Regions from separate parts of the Mus musculus genome. Here region 2 is linked to region 1. The links are chromatin contacts, called in public promoter capture Hi-C maps. All regions are on one chromosome and are shown on one strand. Each heading gives the region's core, a stretch centred on a gene start, on an enhancer-like site or on the middle of the called end of the contact. The rest is flanking DNA. Distances are from core to core; before and after follow the strand shown. Region 1 holds the start of Atp10b (ATPase, class V, type 10B). Region 2 has its middle 21 kb from the start of Mir146.

What was found. Promoter capture Hi-C pulls out the DNA fragments that hold promoters and counts their contacts.
Region 2: a promoter capture Hi-C map of liver shows a contact between it and region 1, with 2.5 times the contacts expected there. The contact joins the enhancer-like site here to the promoter of Atp10b in region 1. A contact is called at or near these places in 2 of 39 promoter capture datasets (both in liver), 2 of 15 datasets of contacts at CTCF or cohesin (large pre-B cells and pro-B cells), 1 of 484 Hi-C or Micro-C datasets (cortical neurons) and 1 of 9 other capture datasets (liver).

What each region holds. Positions count from the first base shown.
Region 1 is chr11:43,148,080-43,153,102 of GRCm38.p6, forward strand. It overlaps Atp10b (ATPase, class V, type 10B), which reads left to right and starts at 1,798. Exons shown (of 23, transcript NM_176999.3): 1 at 1,798-1,873; 2 at 3,513-3,810. The coding sequence starts at 3,536.
Region 2 is chr11:43,351,222-43,356,189 of GRCm38.p6, forward strand. No RefSeq gene overlaps it. Among named protein-coding and RNA genes, the nearest start is that of Mir146, 21 kb to the right of the region's middle. Within about 2 kb of position 2,005, at least 55 of the 459 cell types and tissues checked have an H3K27ac peak or open chromatin away from gene starts, as enhancers often do. A contact at or near this core is called in liver and pro-B cells, where this site is marked.

The sequences.
Region 1 (5,023 bases), core at 548-3,047:
ATCTCTGAGGATTGTGGGAGCAGAAGAGATCCTTATTAACTCCTTTGCTTGTTAATAAGGATGATTTGGTTGAGTCAACACCAGAGCTTGTCTGGGTATGTCAGCTGATGGCCAGATGTTCTCTCCCGATAGGAACTTGGCTCGGACAACAATTTGCCCACGCAACTGTTCCAAACAACAGTTAGGTGATTATCAAAAATTGAGAAAGGTCTTGCTGGATCATTGGTTCCAAGAATAAATGAGAACACTCAGAGATGCTAAAACAAGAGAGAGGAACTGTCTCAGGTTACTAATTTGCTGGGAGCCCTTGGCATTAAAGGAACTAGATCTCCTGATCAGGATGTGGGGAGACAGTAGGTACCAATAAATAAGTCCGAATTTCCTGGATATGTAGCCTATCACTTCTTTATACTGTAACTGCAATTGCTGCCAACTACAGACACTTGGCTATGTACCTGTGTTCTGGGTTAAATATTAACTGATTGCTGAGGCCAAGTGGATTATGGGTTACCAGAAAAAAGCAGGGATTGAGGAAGAGAAGGAAGGGAAAAGTACAGTGTGCACATTATTTGCAAATGTAGGAGGTCCTTAAAAGAGGTTGTTCATAAAAAAATTAATATAAAACTTTTCAGCTGTGGAAAAAAAATAGATATGGGAATAGAGGTAAACTGAGCTGTCTCCGTGCCAGAGTGTATGAACTGCTCTTCTCCGTCCAAGTCTTTCACAGACTCCATACATCCTCCTTCAGGTTCTAAAACCACTAGAGCTGGGCCCCAGCCTCTCTTCTTCCTATTCTGATGGATAGGAAGCAAAAAGAGAAGATTACACAGGCTGAGGCCAAAACAAGTCACAGCCCAGAGACTTACGTTATCTGCAAAGAGGCTTGGCCTCCTACTTTTCACCACCCCACAATAATACTGTCACAGTGCAAATGCATCAAGCCGGAGCCGGAGCCATCGGTGCCCAGGCATCCCTCAGAACAGTGCTTCCCAGTCTTCTGAATGCTGCATTTATTTAATACAACTCCTATATTATGGAGCACAAATTGTTTGTTTCATTGCTACTTTATAGCTATAACCTTGCTTCTGTTATAAATCATAATGTTAATATTTTTGGAATCAGAGGTTTGACAAAGGAGTTACAGCCCACAGGTTGAGAACTGCTACCCTAGACATGTCTTAATCCAAATATAGTAACAATCAAATCAGCCATCTAGGAAGAATATCTTCTTGGCCAGGCACTCAGGTGTGAGATATACCAAATGGAATTATAATCCCCAAGACAAAGATGATAGAAAAGACCAGCTTACATTTATGATACAAGCAGTGGTCACCACAGCCTAGTCACTGCATGTCCAGGTGTCCTTGAAAAGTATCTTTCTGCGCTGTTCCACTTTCCATTCTCATTGAAATACCAGCAACAGCAACAACAAACAGAAAGATAGAAAGAAAAAGGAGAGAGACACAGAGACACAGAGACGCAGAGAGAGAGAACCTATAAAACCTACTAGGCTGCCATTCAAATTGTTGTATAGTTGATAATGACATTGAACTGCTAGTCCTCCTGCCTGTCTCCTGAGTGCTGGGATTATGGACGAATGCCCTCTATACCAGGTTGTGATGGTTTGTATATGCTCAGCCCAGGGAGTGGCACTGTTAGAGGGTGTAGCCCTGTTTGAGTAGGTGTAGCCTTGTAGGAGTAGGTATGTCAGTGTGGATGTGGGCTTAAAAACCCCATCCTAGCTGCCTGGAAGCCAGTATTCTCCTAACACCCTTCAGATGAAGATGTAGAACTCTCAGCTCCTCCTGCACCAGGCCTGCCTGGATGCTGTCATTCTCCTGCCTTGGTGATAATGAACTGAACCTCTAAACCTGTAAGCCAGCCCCAATTAAATGTTGTCCTTTATAATATTTGCCTTGGCCATGGTGTCTGTTCACCGCAGTAAAACCTTAACTAAGGAATAGGTTTATGTTTGGTGGAACCCAATGCCTCTTGCTTTTTGTACTCTGCCTACAAGCTATGTCCCCAGACCCATCCATTTGATGTCCTGCTCTGAAATTTTGTAAGGTTAAAATGTTCATAGCCAAAGAAATCCTAAAGACTAAAGAACTCTTGGTAATGGAATCCATGTGACATGGAAATTGAAGGAGGCAACTCTGGAGGGAGAAGGAGTGGACCAGAAGGGGGAAGTACATAGGGCATGCAGAGAGAGAGTGGGTGGAGCAATTAAAACAAAGCATGTTGACATATATGGATAAAAATGTTATAATAAAACCCATTACATAGTATGCTAACTTTTTAACTTAATTTAATTTAATTTTTGGTTCTTGGTTTTTCAAGACAGGATTTCTCTGTGTAGGCTTGGTTATCTTTGAACTCTCTCTTTAAATCAGGCTGGCTTTGAACTCACAGAGATCCTCCTGCCTCTCTCTCTCAAGTGCTAGAACTAAAAGTGTCTACCACCACCGTCCAGCCATATGTTAACTAATTTTTTTAAAAATTCAATTAAAAAGTATTTAAAATATAAACATTTCTCATTTTGTCTTAAAATATGTCAACACAATTTTATGTACTTCCCAATTTGTTCCTCTCAAATTTGTTCCTACATGGATAGTATTAGGAATATGATTATTCTTCCAGAGGACCTAGGTTCAATCCTCACACTCACATAGTGACTAACAACTGTCTGTAAGTTTAGTTCCAGGACATCCAATAACCTCTTCTGGCCTCTTCAGGCACCAGACACATAAATGGTACACAGACAAATATGCTGGTAAAATACATATCTATACATATACATTAAAAATTTAAATTAACCACATGAGCAAAGGATGGTAAAAATAGCTTTCTTCATTTTTTAAAAGCCAATTCATTATTTTAAAGGTTTCTTTATTTTTATATCATGTGTCTATATGTACATGCTTGAATGTATATATGTATGTATGTATATGATGTGTATACCTAGTACCTACAGAGCCCAGAAGAGACTATCAGATCCCCTGAAACTGGATTTGCATGTAATTGGCAGCCATCTGATGGCTGGGAACTGAACTCACCTGGGTTCTCTGTAAGAACTGCACTCTTAAGCACTAAGCCATCTCTCTAGCCCCTCTTTCTTCTTTTTATGTTGAAGATGAACAAGGTGAATGGAGAACGTTTACTGTTAAGAATGAGCCAAATTTAGCCTCCTAGCATCCCATCTTTGCAGACCACAATTTGGCTTTTCCATGACATCATCAACCATGTCATCAACAACTGCCACACTGACACCATCACTTGCTTTCACAATGCTGATCCTTGTGGTAGTTGTATAATTTTTTTTTATTGTTTACTTAATGTATCTGACCTTAAAACAGATGCATCGCAGGAACTTTTTCTATTTTTCTAAGATTGAACTCTACATGTACAAAAGAAGAGATGCCATGTTGTATTATCCTCCTTACCATAGTGACTTCTTGTGTTCACATTCCACTCAGCTCTCCTGATCACAGCAACTTCCTGTGTGTTTGCAGACTATTGTCACCTGATCCCAGAAATGACTTGCTCTCTTGACTTTTCTTGGCTCCGATGGAAATGGCGAACCCAAGATGGCTTCTCCCAATCTCCATCAGAAACCACACCACTGCTTTCTCCAGAGACAGACAGACAGAGCCACAACACAGCAGAGCAGCGGGTCGTATACCCCAACAACAGCATGTGTCACCAGGACTGGAAGAAGGTCTGCAGGAGGTACCCAGGCAACAGCATCTGTACAACCAAGTACACTCTCCTCACCTTCCTGCCCCAGAATCTCTTTGAGCAGTTTCATAGGTATGCAGCTGGGTCTCCCAACAATATATACCATGGCCTAGCATTGCTGCTGAGATGATGCAGTTCTCTTTGATATCCAAATGTACATATGGAACAAGCTCCTCTCATTTATCAAGTGTTGACTTATCACATCATGTGTTTGCGTAGTAAACATATATGGAAAGAAGAGACTGAACTCATTGTTTGCCCCATTTAGTGAAGGAGATACATTAATTTTTAAATTGCCAAATTGACTTAATTCTATAACTAGAAAAAAAAATACTTGCAAAGAAAGGTATGTGGTACTTTACAGTGTGAATTTGGTAAACAGAGCAATGTCAGCCAAGACTCCCTTGAAGAAGTAACAATTCAGACATGACTGGATGAAAAGATAAAGAGACACCCTCGGTAGATAACTCACTGAGGGGTAAATATTCACTGAGCCAAATATGAGGACTAGACTGTTCAGATCCCCAGAACCTCTGTATAATCTGGGCAAGTGGGAAGTTATCTGCCTGTAGACCCAGATCTTAGGAGACAGAGAGAGACAAGGGAGCCCCGGAGTGAAATTGCCTTGTTTAGATCAGTGAAATCAATGAGCTCTGAGTCAAGTAAGAGACCCTCCTCATTAATAAAGTAGAGAGTGATTGAGGGAGACTCCAAGCATCAACATCTGGCATGCACACATGTACACATGCACATGTATTAACTATAAATCAAATATTACCTTAAAATCCCAAGATTTGTTAAAATTTGTAACTAACATTGACGACTGTTATGCTTCAGAACCCTTTTGTGTATGCAAAACCAATTTTTATATCACATAACATTTATTAAAAGCCCTTTAAAGTAGATAGGGTAATATGATGTCCTCTTTGCACAAAAGAGAACAAATGTAGGCAGGTCAGTGAACTAGGAAAGCAGCGGAAACAAGGCTAGCAAGATGGTTCAGATGGTAAAGGTGATCACTACCAAGACTGATGCCCTGAGATCAGTCCCTAGGACCCATGGTTAGAAGTTGAGAATCCATTCCCACAAGTTGTCTTCTGACCTCCACATTCACATCATGGCAAAAGGCATGTGTGCTCACACACACATACACACATACACACACACACACACACACACACACACACACACACACACACACACAAAGAGAGAGAGAGAGAGAGAGAGAATAGATTAATGTTATTTTTAAAAAAGCTATAGCATTTACTCTAATGCCTTTACTTTT
Region 2 (4,968 bases), core at 755-3,254, 200 kb after region 1:
TGGCTCACAAACATCTGTAATGGAATCTGATGCCCTCTTCTCTTGTGTCCAAAGAGAGCAACAGTATATTCACACATAATAAATAAATCTTTCAAAAAAAATCTGTTTTGGATTCTCAAACACTGATGGCAGCCAGCTGGGGCAGGGGTTGGTACCACTGGCTGCTTTGGTGACCTTGTCCCCACAGACCGCAAGAAGGACATTTATTCATACTAGATCATAAGATTCCTTGCCTCTGCTTCAGGAGCTGTGGAGAAGGGTTGATGCAATCTATCCAGCCCTCTTCACTTGAACTTTGGAAGTGTGTTGCAATACCAAGGCAAGAATATCAATAATAACATGGGCTGAGTGCTTGCATGGACATTGTTCAGGGTCAGTCTGAAAATGATCCCATAACTTAGAAAAGCAGCTTGCCCATGCACTCATGATCACCACCATGAGACTCAACATGTATATTTGACATTGGTGTCTAGAGTGTGGCCTCCCGTCCCCAAATGCTTGTTCAGGTGTCCTATACTTGTATGCTCTGATGTTGGAGTCTTACTGAAGCCAGTTTAATGAGGACCTAGAGGTCCCCATGAGCAAGTGACAAGGTAGACTCTCACTCCCAGAAATTTTTAATTGCATGGTAGAAAGTAGGAGCCAGGATTGACCCCTAACTCAGAAAGGAACATGACAAGAAGCCCCAAGAAAGGCTCATAAAGACACAATCAGTTCGTTGCTACCCTAGCCCCAGAGTTACCATGGCAACAAAGTCTCTGATGCCCATCCTCAGTCCCTGTTCCTGATCTGCATAGCCTGCTGCCTACTTCACACTTCCTCTTTTAGCATCTTCTTGAGCTCAGGAACTTCACAGTTCTCTATAGTATCTGCAGGTCAAGAGCCATTCTTGAACAAGCAGAGACACACAGCCAACTCTAAGCAGCCCCAGCCCTCCTCAAAGCAGCGGGAACTGCTTGGGTTTCATGCTTTCTGTCTCCCTTTTCCCAGTCTCTGAATCTAGTATTGCCTTCTGCTCATATATATATCATACCTACTCTGTCTCCTTCAAGCACCTGGGAACTGTGCTCGCTAGAGCAGGCTGAGCCACACATGCTGGAGGAATTCAACTCTTAGACCAGATTGTAAGAAGACGTGTGCTGCTGGGCAATAACTAGAGCACCATGGGCTGCATAAGATAATAGAATAATAGACAGGGGTCTTCATTTGGAAGATGTAACAAGGTGGGTTTCTATGGGTACAGGCATGTATATTATCATGTTCTGAAGCCATGGTGTCATCAGACAGACTGGCTCACAATTCTGGGTGGCCAAAGTGTATAGTTGGTTGGCCTAGTGCTACTTGTATCCTAATGCTAATATTGGGTCCCCAAAACCTGGTTGTCCCAAAGATAAGAGAGTCCTCATGTAGACCCAAGTGACACTGTGTGATCTTGTTATTTTTGATTGGTGAATAACTATGCCAACAGCCAATAGCTGGGCAGAAGAGACATACGTGGGGTTTAGGATTCCCAGGCTTGGAATCAGAGGAGAACCAGGAGGGAGAAGAGGTGAAAGAGGAAGGAGAAGCAGCCATGGTTTAGCTGAGCCATAAAAACATGGCCCTGAGAGCTGGCCAATAGGAGTTAAGAACAGCCCAGATAAAATATAGTAAGTAATAACTTGGGGTTATCGATAGGAAAGAAGACTCTAATAGCATAGAGCTCTGCCCAGTTCTTATGCTGTTTCAGGCTTAATGAAAATATAAAGGTTGCTTGTGTGTCTTTTATCTGGGAACTGAATGATCAAGGCAGGGTAGAAACCCCAGAATGGGATTTAAAATTTCTACAAGTGTGAGCTGCTGTGCACATCATTTGCTGTTGTGGGATCTCTGCTATGCCAACAGGATTGTTTAAAGTTTAATCCTAGTTTTTTAAAAAAAAATCAGTTCCCAGGGTACTGGGCAGCAGCAGTTCTGTTGTGTCAGAATTACACAACAGAATTACAGCATTCCTAGGCTCACGGGACCAAGTTCCTGAAACCTAATGGGAACTGGCTCTACTGACTGCTCTCTTACCTTTCTTCACACTCATATTCTGCCATGTCATTGTCAAATCTCATCTCTAGGGTAACTGTTCTCAAACTTAAGGATGCCTCAGATGGAACAATTTTGTAGAACCCCTCAGTGGTGGACTCACCCCCAAATTTTCTCATCTGGTGAGTCCAAGGTGGACCTAGAAATGGAGTTTCCAGATGCCCTGTGGCTGTCTGAGGCTCTCACTGTGAAAATCATTGCTCTACACAGACATCCACACTCCTTTGACCATCCTTTCCACGTGACAGCCCCCAGGCATCTATGACCTCATAGTCAGTCTCCTGGGGGCTCTAGCTCACCACGTGAAACTTTTAAATACCTTCTCTTTACAGAGAACAGGTATTCCCACAGACTACCTCAGGTAGTAGGAGGTACTTCAATGGTGGACCTAAGATGAACCTCAAGTGAAGCGTCAGGAAGCTTCCAGGGGAAAGCAGAGCTGGCAAAGCAACTCTGTTTCTTCTGAAATGAATAGAGAAGCCATCATTGCTTCAGCAAACCCAGGTTGACCTTCAGTAAACTCCACCTCTTTTATTGTTTCTACTGTAGCTAAGGGTTCCTGCTTCCTCATTCTTGTTCCTGTTTGTCTTAACGTTTCCGTACTCCTTTATCCTGCCCCTCTAACAGCCTGGCCTCCTCCAGAGAACAATTCAGTTTATAGATCTGTCACGCACTACCTGATTTTCAATCATTTTCCCACTTTCAAATTCCCCAAAGAGAGGATCAGTGTGTATGCCCTGTCTCCATTTAGAGAAAGCTCTTCAAAGCAGCTTCCAGATTGGGGATTAGTTAAGCCTTAGTGAGCGGTGAGAGGATGGACCTTATGGAATGGTGTCCACCTTTGATGGTGGGAGAAGCTTTAGTCTGCTGACCCCCAATGCCTTGCATTCTAACTCCATTCAAAAACACCCAGCTACCTTTACCACTGTGCACAAAAGAGCTCAGATGCCACATATGTGCTCCATGTAATGCAGTTGGGTTGTGGCGTTTACTCAGCCTATATCCTGGGAATCTGTCATCCTACTGTAGGCATGTGGTCTGTGGAGAGACGCTGAGCAAGCAGCACCTTCCTCCTTCTGACTTTCCTTGTTCTATTGATGAGGAAGGACAAAGACCACTTTGTGTAGATAGCTGGATCCCCACAATGGCTTCCCACTGAACTTCAGCCACAGGAAGCCCTAAGCCTGCCACTTCTCCCTTTCCATGCTGTGCCAAAAGAAAAGGAAAAAGAAATGGAACCCAATAGGTAGTAGGTTTTACAATTTTTCATAAAACAGTTCATCTTGTTTAATTTAGCCTATCACCCAAGTCTGTTGAGATCTTCTGGAACATGAATGATATCTTTCTCCAGCTTATTTGATAAATTGTTCAAACCCCATCAGGGGCCATCTGCCCATGGAAGGGAAGTTAAATGTTTAACTTATCTTTTCAGGGCTGACGTGAAGGTGGATTTAGATGGCTCATTTCCATGAGCTCCTTTGTAGCACTTGAGGAACAGTTGCTCCATAGTTTTGAGACATTATTGTAGACTAAGATACTGATCTTACACATGTATTAATCCATTGTGTTCGAGGCAAGGAAAACCAGATAGTCGTGTCATGAAGGTAGCTAAACCATTAGCTGCTGTTTAGTGAACAATCATTTTAAGTTACGGATGCTTTAATATATTATTTTTAAAGATTTATTTACCTATTTTATGTATGTGAGTACACAGTCACTCTTTTTAGACACACCAGAATTAGAGCATCAGATTCCATTGCAAATGGTTGTGAGCCACCATGTGGTTGCTGGGAATTGAACTCAGGACCTCTGGAAGAGCAGCCAGTGCTCTCAACAGCTGAGCCATCTCTCCAGCCCCATATATTGTTTATAATCCTTAATAACCTAAGGACATTTGGTTGATTGGTTGGTTGGTTGGTTGGTTGGTTGGTTGGTTGGTTGGTTTCTCTTGTTTTCTTTGACTTTTCAAGACAAGGTCTCACTGCGTTTAAGATGAGCCTTGACTCGACCAAGTTGTCCAGGCTGGTCATAAACTCACAGTAATAATTCTAACTCAACAACCTAGGTACTAGGATTACAGACATGGACCACCACACATAGCTCTTTTGTCTGTTTGTTTGGAGATAGGATTTCAAAATACATGTTGAATATATGTGTATATATTCACATATATATGAAATAATAAATATATATTGTTCAGCCACTCAGATGCTAGGATTACAGATGTGCAGTACCTGGTCCAACAAAAGGTATGTTTTATTGTCTCTTTTTTATGGAGATGAAACACCTGCATTCATAAAGGGTTATTGACTTCTCAATATCTAACCACTAGAGTGTGATTGAACTGACCCCAAACCGTGTGTCCCTTCACTGTACCACAAAGGTTTCCCTAAGAATGGCTTTACAGATGAAACTGACTGAAGGTAGAAATCGGGGACGCTTCATGCATACTTACCCAGGGGTCTCAGTTTAAAAAAAAAAAAACACACATATGTTGGGTTAAGCAATAATGATATAGCCATGCTCGGGATATTTACAGTAAGAAGCAGATAAATCCACATGTGTTTTATCAAAGATCCAACTTACACTCAGGATTATTTACCCTGGAACTTCATTTTGTATTTTGTTTTGTTTTATTTGGTTGGTTGGGTAGTGATGGGAATTTGATTGTTTGTCTGTCATTTTGAGACAACATCTCTAGAACTCACCATGTAGATCAGGCTAGCCTTGAACTCATAGAGACCCACCTGCCCCTGCCTCCCTGCTGTGGTTACAGTTATACATCACCATGTCCAACCTCTTCATTTTTTTAATATAGCACTGACACATCATTACTTAAGAGGTAGAGGTTTTGGACTTCCGGTTTCTATGCTAACCTTTCCATTTTGTTTTTAC